Linked DNA regions of Lactuca sativa: region 1 is linked to region 2. Evidence: chromatin contacts called from public Hi-C data. All regions are on one chromosome and are shown on one strand. The core of a region is the stretch at or near the end of the contact, and the rest is flanking DNA. Distances in the headings are between cores, read along the strand shown. Region 1 holds the start of LOC111920411 (U-box domain-containing protein 44). Region 2 holds the start of LOC111920408 (MAG2-interacting protein 2).

Evidence for each region. A called contact is a pair of places that touch in the nucleus more often than the background predicts.
Region 1: a Hi-C map of seed shows a contact between it and region 2, with 5 times the contacts expected there. The contact joins the promoter of LOC111920411 here to the promoter of LOC111920408 in region 2. A contact is called at or near these places in 3 of 4 Hi-C or Micro-C datasets (leaf and seed).

The regions. Positions count from the first base shown.
Region 1 is chr9:66,141,359-66,147,356 of Lsat_Salinas_v11, reverse strand. LOC111920411 (U-box domain-containing protein 44) reads right to left here and starts at 3,354. Exons shown (of 4, transcript XM_023915993.3): 1 at 2,149-3,354; 2 at 1,769-2,072; 3 at 1,213-1,703; 4 at 42-1,134. The coding sequence starts at 3,354. The coding sequence ends at 139.
Region 2 is chr9:65,930,620-65,936,943 of Lsat_Salinas_v11, reverse strand. It overlaps LOC111920408 (MAG2-interacting protein 2), which reads left to right and starts at 2,094. Exons shown (of 12, transcript XM_023915991.3): 1 at 2,094-2,365; 2 at 2,440-2,488; 3 at 3,671-3,844; 4 at 3,980-4,181; 5 at 4,334-4,557; 6 at 4,658-5,579; 7 at 5,752-6,324. The coding sequence starts at 2,261. It overlaps LOC111920409, which reads left to right. Exons shown (of 6, transcript XM_023915992.3): 4 at 1-16; 5 at 102-238; 6 at 323-657. The coding sequence ends at 405.

The DNA of each region.
Region 1 (5,998 bases), core at 2,105-4,604, 210 kb before region 2:
GTAAATTACTTTTTTTTCAAAAATTATTATAGGTGCGACTATCACATTTAAGTTTTTCCATGCATTTTTGAACAAATTTACCTATACATCAATAAATTTTCAAAATTAAATTTATACACCAAACCTGAGCAGAATTGATCAGAAAAAAGAGGATTGTTCATTAAGCACATTCAAATGAGCCAAAATCTTAGCAGCAATAGATTTCATACCACTACTACCTCTCTGTGTAATCTCAACTAACGGCATCTGTGCCGATGATTTATACTTCTGTTTATATTCCGGCAGCCGGAATATTCTCTCCAACTCAACAAGTGCTTTCTCCTGCAACCTCACATCCGCCGAACTCAACAATTTCACCATTTTCGCAATCACATCACCACCTTCCAACACCTTACTACCCTTCTGCAACAGCTCACCGGCGATTAAAGTCAACAACGCATCAAGAGCAGCATCGCATGCTCCAACATCAGCTTCATCAAGCACTTTCGCAAGCGGATTTACAGCATTAGCCTCGAGAAGACAAAACGAGGAATCGATTGCACAAATTCCGGAGTGAACAGTACATCCTAACTCCGGTGACGCCAAACAACAGCTAAATAAACTTGATTTCGGCTTCACGGGTCGGGTCAAGCTGCTGGAGCTCTCGGAGAACTGCCGGAGTGAAACTGATACGTTCCGTTTAGTCAAAGAACTTCCAGAATCAAGCAAGTGTACGAGCGTAGTGATAATCCCGGTTTCCGCTACTTTTTTTTGCAGATCTGGATTTGATGAAACGGTGAATCGACTAAGAGCTCCGGAAGCACTTTCGATCATGATTTCCGGTTTCTGAAATCGATTGGTGAGGATGGAAACGATCAATTCGAGTGCTCTGGCATCGAGAATCCATCGCGTCATTTTAGGGTTTTTTGGAAGGTTAGAGATGATTTCCATTGAAGCGACGCCTTCTTCAACTTTATCCGAAGTTGTTATGATTCTCAACAAAGTCTCCACACATTTAGGCCCAACGTGTTCCTGAAATGTATCGTCATTCTCACTCCCGTCTTTTATCAAACCACAGAACAGCTTCACGGCGTTTGATCGGACGGCTAGATTTTCGTGCTCGCATAACTGAACCAGTACTTGAACCGAAGAAATCTGATGAAATTAAACCCTCAAATAAACACCGATTGACGATATAATCAAAGGAGATAAACAGAAAATCGGAAAACTCACCTTCCGTAAAGTTTTCCTGATGTTTGAACCTGAAGGAGATTGAGAAACTACAAGGAACGTTCGAAGAACACTTTGTTGAACATTTGGTCCGTTTAACGAGATGAGAGAGAATAATTTGAAAACATCTTCTTCCGATTCCAGAAATGGTATCTCCTGATGATCTAGTTCACCGGAAGTTAACGATAACGCCAGGTTCATAATTGTGGCTACGACCTTTTCAACCAGAATCGGCATTGATAAGCTTTCACGGAAGAGTATTCCAAACAACAGATCCACTGCACCTTGTTTGATCATTTTTAATCCATTTTGTGGCACACCTGAGAGCTTTTCCAGGGCTAAAATGGCAGCCTTCTTCATCTCTATATCAACGTGAGAAAGCATAGCAACAAGCGACTCTACTGCTCCGCTTTCACAAACTGTAAGTTTTCCATGATCTGTCATCTCAACTTCTGATAATGTATCCGCCATTTCCCGTTGAACAGTTTCAGACCCTGTGTTGATTCGTTTTTTCATCATCAATTTCTATTGAACATTAATTACAGACATTATTGTTTACCTGAAGAAAGAAGGTGAAGTAGAGGTTCAAAATAATTAGCTTTGGCCATTTGCACGATATTTTGAGGAAGAAAAGAGAGATTATCCAAGAGTTTTTTGGCGTCATTGGCAACTTGAGGATCATCGCTACCAGATATGGTAACAAGAAGAAGTATGCAACCTTGACTACTCCCAATTATGTTTCTTGCCACCTCATTTTCTGATAATTCCGTGAGCAATTGCAATGCCAACTTACTTTCTTTGATCTTTCGTGCTAGAGAACACACAATCAATTTGATGCCATCATCCGTTTTAGCTATGGTTTCCTGTAAGTTACCGATCAAAGATTATGAACTTTTAAATCTGTAGAGGTGTTTGATGTGATTCTAAATTGATTCATACCTTCCTGTCATCGTTGTTGGTTGCAAGGATGCGAAGAATAACGAGTACATGCGATCTAATTTTAAAATTCTTGGTAGAAAGAAGCGAAAGAAGAACAGGCAAGTAGTCTTCCATCATCAGCCATTCTTGATGAAGCTCTCTTTCCAAACACAAATCTCGAAGCTTCCCTAACGACACTATCACTTCTTCCTCCTCATTAGAAAGAATCCGCGACTTCATAGAACCAATAAAAATCATCGTGTTTCTATCTCTCCACTCTTCAATCGATTGACGAAGCGTCTTATTAGTCCTCAAGCCCGATGCTTTCAACGGCGTCTTCGTAATCGGACAACCATTATTCCCTTCTGCCAACCACTTCTCAATCGCGTACCTCTCAAAGCTATGCCCCGACGGCGTTTCCACCGGATCTTCCATCACGTCGCCAGTGATTGGACAGTAAAACGATTGAAGCGGTTCTAACGGTTGCCGCCCTAACGAGTTTCTCTTACTAAAATACTTCTTTTCACGTTCTTCTAGAGTTGCGATGATATCGGCTTTCCCTAACAACGCCACGATCTGTTCGACTTGTAAAACCTCCGCCACGTCTTCTGCCGGACCCACAGTTTCCATTTCGTTTTTGAATTCTTCATATTCCTGTCGCAACACCGACTGCTCTGTGGAGATCCCGATGACGTCAGCAATGGAGACGAGTAAACTGTTGGCGTAAGCTCTGTCGACGTTTCTCTCTCTTATCCCTGATTCGATTCTCTCTTTGATTTCATCTTCTCTTACTGTTTCCTGATACTTTGGTTCCATCATGATGTTGGATAGCTTGATGATGTCTTGGCTGAGGCCATTGAAGGAGATGAAATTAGGAAGAAGGTTTAGAGCATTTGCCATCTCTTTCGTGATATTTTCTAAGGTTTTAACGAGTTTTTTTGAGTTTAGCAAGAGGTAGATTTTGTTCCTGTTGGTGCATTCGAGAGCGAGATTGTTAGCTTCTGAAACGTGTTTAGTAAGAACATGAATAGCGTTTTTTAAGCTTCCGGAGTCATTGATCTCAAAGTTTGTGAGTTCTTGTAGAATGTGAGTTATTTTCTCCAAGTAAGATGAAAGCTTGTTGAAATTTTCCTTTTGAATTTGGGTGGATTTTGTGGCATGAAGTGTCTTAAGTGTTGTGGAGATAGCCCATGAAAGAGTGTCTGGATCTGGTCCATTTGAACTCATGATTTTGGAATGTTTTCAAGAGAATTGCAACTTGTAAGTAGTTGTAGATTCCAGACCATAACCTGCGATCCTGCATCCAGCAAACTTGTATTAAATAGCAATGTATTTATAATTCCTTATCTATAACATGAATCTAATTATTTACCAATAATAGCAATGTACTTATCAAGCATCTTGTCGAAGTAAAGTTTCTTTCAAAGCAAATGTAATCATGAGCACTCTTATAACTTTTTTTGGAACAAAAAATATAGTTCAAGGATTAAGGTGTTTGTGGTGCTTATTAACTTATATGATGTCGAGTCAAAACGGAGTTTTAGAAAAAAGTTATTCTTAAAACGAAATAAGTGATAAGTTAACTAAGTTAGTTTTAGTGTCTGACAAAATCTTCTTTTATGTGTAAGTAATAACTTATGAAAAACTTTTTATTTAAGTTAATAACTGTTTATGTAATCTTTTTATTCAAACACAAAACTCTTTATTGTCGGTGCTAAAACCGAAATAAGTCAATAATCGTTTCAAATAAACAATCCCAAACGCCACTTAAGCTTATTTCACTTCTGATAAATCGAAAGGAGACCTTTTCATACAAAGAAGTTAAATAATAAACATACATCAAGAAAACTCTTTTAATTATGTTGTTTCGTAACATTCCTCAATCATGAAAACCACCGACAAAATTCCATTGTATTGTGATTTGTGCCCCAATTTCAGACTCAAAAGAAATTAGGGATTTCCTTCGGTTTGGTGTTATCTGTCGATAGTTTATCCATGCTTTTGAAACTATAAACACATTCATCATGAAAACCACCAAAAGATCCAAATAAAATTCTTAATTCTATCGTTTCATAATAATGTCCAACTTGTATTGCAGGTTTCAGTAACTTTGTTAGGATCCATAATATCACAGATTCAATTTCAATAGCTAGAAACATATACACACACAAACATCCATGTAATCGGAGAAATGAAACTATAATCGAATGAGTAATTAAGGTCGTATACTATTTGACGCACTTACCTGATGAAGCAGCTCCGAACAGTAAGTATAAGATTGGCTCCGATTGTGAACATCCGGCAGGAATGATGAGCTGGAGAAGAGAAGAGAGTGAAAGGGAGTCGAATTCTGATCTTAAATTTAGTAAAACAAGTGGGAACGAAGACGAACGACTTCTAGTTCGAAGTCCTATAACTAATAAAATATTTAATAATTTTGACGCGGCTTCTTCATGAAGAACGAAAGAAAGAAGAAACAAGACTTTTCCCTCCATTTTGTTTTTTTCTCTGCTTGACCGCTTCCTATTTCCTAAATTTGTTTGACAACTTTTATTAGAGTAAATTACACGAATGGTCCCTATGGTTTGGGTAATTTGCGTGTTTGGTCCCTAACTTATTTTTTTAACTCGAAAGGTCCCTATGGTTTGTTTTTGTTATACGTTTGGTCCCTACTATTTATTTTTGTTACGTATTTGGTCATTGACTTACCTAAAAAGACTATTATTTAAAGAGGGAAAAATGATGAGGTAGGTGAGGTAAGGTGAGGGGTGGCATTAGGGGTGTGTTTATTTAAATAAATTAAAAAATCAATGGCATAATAGTCTTTTTAGGTAAGATAGGGACCAAACACGTAACAAAAACAAACAGTAGGCATCTTTCTGAATTAAGAAAATAAGTTAGGGACCAAACGTGCAAAGTACCCAAAACCATAGGGACCATTCGTGTAATTTACTCTTTTACAAACGTCAATGCTTTATTTTTGTAAGATCTTATTGATTGTTACTGAAAAGACCCAATAATCAGATTTTTTTCATCAAATTTTTATACAAAGTTATATATGGATTTTGCAGGATGAGGGAATTTGTTATTTGTTTTTAGTTTATCAAATGGGTTTTACGGAGGTCTACTACGACTTCCATGTTATTCGAGGATACAGGAGAGAGGGTTTGCGGTTTGACTCTTGGCAATACGTTAAAACATCATAGTACTTTGTAAATCTTTCTTTCTAATATCCAACCCTTTTATGTCTTGGGCATGATTTGGACTAGGCCACTAGGTCATCTAGGAATATATCCTCGTCAACAACCAATAGGTCATTAGTTTTTCAATGTTAAACTCCAAAAAAATGAGTGATTATGATATCATTTACTAATGTTGTTAAAATCGTAATTCGGTTGTGGTTGTAGAATCATATGATCTTATGATATTGCTATAAAAATATGATCACGATCTTCACAAAAGATTTATGAGTAAGATATTCTATAAGGTTGTATGGTTGTTAATAATATTTATATGGGTTTATGTCATTTTTAGTGACTGAATTTTCCCGAGTGTTTTATTTTGGTCATTATATTTTGTTTAAGCTATCATTGATCATTGAACTTGTTTAATTATGTTCGTTTAGTCACTCTAATCGGTGACAGTTAGTGTATAACATCGAATGATGTTGTCAAGGTTATAATTATGCATGTAACTTTTCTAGGTGTTTTATTTTGATAAGGTCATCCACAATGGGTATCATGAAGCCCTTCGTGATCTAGGTGGCCACGAACCACTATAGTAAACATCATCCCGATGTTTAGTGATGGCCATTGATCAAGCATTTTTGTGGTGGAGAGAACAAGCTACCATATCTAATAAGCTTCTCTCT
Region 2 (6,324 bases), core at 845-3,344:
TCGATCCTGTGACAAAGTAGTAATATTTTTTACATTTTTTTTTTATTTCCATTTAACACTTGTGTAAGATGATGATGATATATATGTATTTTAAATTGTAGGCAGCCATGTAAGGTTGGGATAAGGTATCAAGAAGATGGAAGTAAAGTCAGAGTTTCAAGAGGCATAGGGGCATCAGGGTCAATCATCCCTCGTCCTGAAATTTTGAAAATTAGAGCTACTCCACGCCCAACAATTGGTAATATCTCATTTATTTTGTTGTTTATGTCATAAATCACAATAGCATTTCTTAGAATTTTTCTCATTGTGTTTTTAACAACAGCTGGTCCAAAGGATACTCCTATGGGGCTGGTGGTGGAGAAGACGTATGATGTGAAAACCGGGAAGGGCATGCCGGATCTTTAATCACCTCTCACTTTTTTTTTTTTTTTTTTTTTTTTTTAATTTTTTAATTTTTAATAAGATGTCAATTTTGGGATTTTGTTGGTTTACCAATAAATTCTCTTTGAAGATTCGAGTTCATGGGTTATAGAATGACATAATATCTTAATATTTTGCGAGAAATAGAAATTATATTTTTTAAAATTTTAAGGTTTTGGAGACTGTACATGTCCGAATGTGGTATGTGTTTGGGTGAAGTTGTTTTATCTTGGATTATATTGTTTCTTTAGTGTTTACATGGTTTAATATGCAGACATTTGATAAAATTATGATCTTATATGATACAATATAAATTTGAACGTTTGTTTTATATGTGTAGTGATTTGATAAAATTATGATTTTATATCATACAATATGAATTTGAATAGAGTGAAAAAAACACAATCAATCATAGAAATGACATTGTTATCCGATAAATATAACATACATAAACAAAACTCACTAAATTACAAATTAAATGATGAATGGAGTGCGATATACTTAAAATTTAAAAAAAAAGATATAAAAAATTAAAATATACAAATTGTTTATAAACTTCTAAAAAATTCTCTATATATAATATTGAAAGTTTTGTTTATAAATCTACCATCTCTATCTAAAATGAACAATTTTAATCATTATCTATTTCAAAATATAGTTAAGACAACATACAAATTGTCAAAATCTTTGATAGTTACTTGCATGAATGTTACCAGAATACGAGGTACCACTAATATGTATTTATGATGAATAAATGTGTGAACTTAACGTACATCTAATTAGTTATTTACTAAATTTATTTAGGACTCACACCGAAAGATGCATGAATAAGTGATTGTGTATATGTCGTATATTGTAGATTTTTTGTTTAAGAAATTAGTTATAACATAATGTTTTTTGGTTTTAGTATTGCTAAATATGACATTTATAAAACAACTAAAAAAACCGTATGAAAGATACATGAACAAGCCATTAATAAGCGATTGTGTATGTGCCATAAATTGCAGATTTTTTATTTAAGAAATTAATTACAACATAATATTTTTTGGTTTTAGTATTGCTAAATCTGACATTTATAAAACAACTAAAAAAAACCATATTAGTTGCTGACGACTATTTAATTTATTAACTTTTAATAATTAATTTTTTAAAGTTTTAACTGTTATCGAAAAACAACACGTTACTAATGAATCATATAAATTTTCTGAATTAAAATTTATATTTACAAATTCTAATTCTAATTAGATTACCATGTGTGTTAAAACTACACGGGCTAATAAGTATCTTTAATTACATCGATGGAAAAAATCCATTATACATTCTGATTTCTTAATAGACAAAAAGAGGGATACTTGTAAGAAGATCGATCTGCGTTCAAATCCTAAGGAAGAAAAAATGGTGCACAGTGGCTGCGTGGTCGTCTAAATATTTGGTATTACGTGGAGGCACTGTTCGGATACGATTAAAGAGATGACCCTCCGATGAACAACAGGTAAATAATTAGGGTTTTTTTTTGGTATTACGTGGAGACACACTTTAGTAATTTGACCATGAATAGGCTAATAAATGAAAAGATGGCCCAAAATACTGTCATGGGCCACGTTATAGTGGATCGGATCTGTGCACAGTTTTGGGTCCGCACTCTCATACCGACTAAAGGAGAAAAAAAAAACCCCAAACGGTATCATGTGATTCTGACCCGGTTTTCTGTTTCAATGGAATCGTCTTCGTGTCCCGTACGACATTTTTCTTCGTAAGATCTCCAGGGTAAAACCACCAGATTTTGATTCTGTAGAGCAGCAATACCAGTAGCAGTAGCAAGTTGTTCATATACTCTATAATGGAAATTGAGGAGGAAACAAGAACAATTCCTCAAGTTCTCTACGAGACTCGTCATCACGCGTCTAGACCTTACTCTCCAAATTACCCCCCTGTTCATCACCAGGTTCAGTTTCCTTAACAATGATCATTGTTTGTTAGTTCATGATTTTAATAAAAGTTTTCAAATTGGAATTTCAGCTAAATGAAGCCACTAAAGGAGGTTTCCTCAGGTTTCTTTCGGCGCAAGGTGCATTCCGATCTTTGCCTTTTCTCTTAACTGCATTTAGTAATTCAAATTGGCTGATTATGTAGTATTTGATTTACCTGCGTATCCATTGAAATCCTGATTGCTTCGCTGCACTTGGACTTTGGGCGTCATAGGAGTTGATTTTCAACTTCGAAATTGACGTGTAGTATAAACTTATTAATGAAGTTCTGCTAATTACATTCCACTTGATATTAACTACTTCATGTAGAATTATATAAGATGTACAGCAAGATTAAAAAACTAATTCTGCATTGATATGTGCTACGTTTGTAAAATCGATGCCTAGGTCCTTGTTGGGAACAGAGGGATCTGGTCATATAGGATCAAAATCATTCACACAACTTGAAGAACTCGTAGTTATTTTCTTTCTTTAATTGCTGAAAGGTCTTGAACTCACAACCACTTGGTTTAAGGGACTTGATAGGTATCGGTTTGTGCGAACTAGTTATTATTAGTAGTTTCTAGAAGGTTCCATTAGCATGCGTGTCTTTGGCCTTTTACCCCTATTGTAGACCACCAAGTTATTTTAGATAGTAGGCAAAACTAGAAAATATGTTATGTATTTCAGTATATCTCTGATGAAGTGAAAGGTTAGGATAAGCTGCTGTATAAATTATCTGTAGCAAGCACTTGGAAAACAACAGATTTGTCCATGTGTTGGAGATGAGTGATGGCACTATGGTGAGATGTGATTCTGTGGGATTATATCATTTTAATGGATAGAAGGGTCATGAAAGTAGCATTGCACTCTCTAGTTCCATTGCCAGTTATAATGCTTTATATTTAGATCAGATGAGAGATAATAAGTATGTTACGGTCTTGTGTTTTCTTTATCGTATTTTAGTCAACTTAGAAGCAATGAGACATGTATCACTATTTGTTCCTATCACTAAAGTCAAACTGATGTTTTCCATGCTGCAGCTTTTGTAGCTAAAAAATAATTACTGTAAACATATGAAAAGTTGATCTGTCACTGTCCCTTGCCAGTTATAATGCTTTATATTTAGATCAGAGGAGAGATAATAAGTTTATGTGTTATCTTACATGTGATGTGAGTTTCTCAAGATGATCTACAATGGATATGATTTTGCTTTTTTTTATTGGTTAAATATGATAACTATTCTCTTCTTATACCTTTATTGCTTCTACTATACCATGAAGGTCTGAATGAGTTTAGAGAAAAATGGGCCACAAGTAAATATCCACAGAAATTGAGCAAATGGATATCGATGTTTGTTTCGCCAAGTGGCGAACATGTGGCTATAGCAGTTGGAAACGAGATAACTATTCTACAGAGAGATGATAATTACCAAGAGCCTTGTGGGATATTCACTTGTAAGATTCCTAAATGCTTGTCATTATATCTTATAGTTTACTTTAATACCATTATTATATATATGATTGTGGATCTTTTCTCTTTCATAAAAGAGAGCTTAACGACACACGACTAATTAAGCTCTGTGAAACCAGGCAGCTACCCTATCACATACACGTTTGGAGCCTGGTCAGAAGATCATGGTGTTCTAGGAATTTTTGATAATACCGATACCCTTTATTTCATAAGAGCAAATGGTGAAGAGATAACCAGAATTACAAAGCAGCATTTAAAAGTGCCTTTGCCAATTATCAGTTTTGTTATTCATGACGATAAGGATGTGAAAAAGTCTTGTTTGTAAGTACTATGACTCTGTCTCAAAACTGAATCTCTAACCTAATTTAATATTACCAATTGTGTTCATTTACTTGCATGCTTGTTTGATTAATTTGTCAGTGTTATTATCATTTTGAATGTCTATGTTTCTTAAAGTGAACACATTTTCACAGGTGTACGTTTAGCATCCTTGCATCAGATGGTTCAGTTCATGAGATTGAGATTAGTCAGGACCCAAGTGCCTCCATTTCCACAACTAGCAGCTCAAATGTTGGTGCATTGTTACAAAAGCAATTCCCTCAAAACATTTCTTGTTGTGGGTCCCATCCAGATAACTCATTGTTTGCTGTAGTTAGTAGTGCTGTTAGCATCACATCAACCTCCAGCCTTAGCATTGGTAACATTCAATATCTGTCTTGAATCTTGATTGATTATTCCTGTTTATAACTGAGATTGAATTACAAAAATTGCTCATCTACTTTTTTTATCTCTTCCAGGACCTTACAGTATTACTCTTTGGCAATGGTGTAGACAATCAGGCTTACAGCAACTGGCTTCTGCTGAGTTTGAAGGTCTATATACCAAAACAAAAGGTTATACAGATCAAATGTCATGTCCAAAAGTTGTATTCTCACCACAAGGAGAATACATTGCTACACTGGATTTAAGAGGATGTTTAGTCATCTACAAGCTTGATGAAAAACACTTGCTTCCAGTAGTTCATTACAAACAAAAAAAAGACTTGACCAATATATTAGATTTCACTTGGTGGGCTGACCATATCCTTGTTGTTGCCACTAGGACTGGCAATATCACTATGATTGACATTCAAAGTGGTGTTAAAATCTTGGAAGATGATTCTGAATACGCTTTGCCTACTTTAGAAAGAGTAACACAGTTGTCAGGATGCATATTTATCCTAGAAAGCAAGAATTTTGAAGCTTCAGATTTGGTTCTTTTTGAGCCAGTAACCCTGGAAAAATACAAGCAGTTTGACTCTGCTAAATTGCAATGGAGCTTAATTTCATTTGCAAAAAGATCTGTTGAGGAACTATATGATATTTATATCAGCAGTCGACAGTTTCAGGCAGCATTAGAGTTAGCTGATCGTCATGGGTTGGATAAAGATGAAGTGTTGAAAGCACAGTGGTTGTGTTCTTTACAGGGAACTAGTGAAATTAATACATTACTTTCGCGTATTAAGGATCAAGATTTTGTACTTTCTGAGTGTTTAGATAGAGTTGGACAAACAGAAGATGCAGTCAGGACTTTACTTTCTTATGGACTCAATTTAACAAACCGTTGTAAATTTTCTGATGTGGAAGATGAAGAGGGTAGCCCAAGTTGGGATTTCCGGTTAGCAAGACTTAAAATGTTGCAGTTCAGAGACAGGCTGGAGACATTTCTTGGGATAAACAGGTAATAAGGCTATTCATTTCCCATAATTGCATCTTATTTTATTATCTGGTGCATAATCCTCTATATGTTTTGAGGGCTAAATGCATGAAATAACAACATGCTTTCATTTATTTGTGTACATTGCTATTTCTTGCATTTGTTGACTAGAACACATTGACTTAGCCTCTTTCAGATTTTCTGCACAAGATTACATCAAATTTCGCTCATTACCCATCCATGAAGCTGCTATTGCACTTGCAGAAAGTGGGAAACTTGGAGCTTTAAATCTTCTTTTCAAGCGCCATCCTTACTCAATATCTCCTTCCATGCTTGAAATTTTGTCTGCTATCCCTGAAACAGTCCCTGTTCAGACATATGCACAGCTTCTTCCTGGATCTTCCCCTCTTCAGGTTACTGTTCTTAGGGAAGAAGACTGGGTTGAATGTAAAAAGATGGTAAATTACATTAATACCCTCCCACAGAGTGACATCCAGATCAGAACCGAACCAATTGTGAAACAATTAACAGGATTCACATGGCCATCAAGAGACGAACTATCTACCTGGTACAAACATAGAGCTAGAGATATGGATACCCTAAGTGGACAGCTGGACAACTGTCTTTCTTTAATTGACTTTGCTTGCAGAAAGGGGATCAAAGAATTGGAAGATTTCCACAAGCTTATTTCTTATCTACACGAGCTTATTTACTCTGAGGATGATGATGATCATGATATGAATTTTAGCATGAGTCTGGTTACATGGGA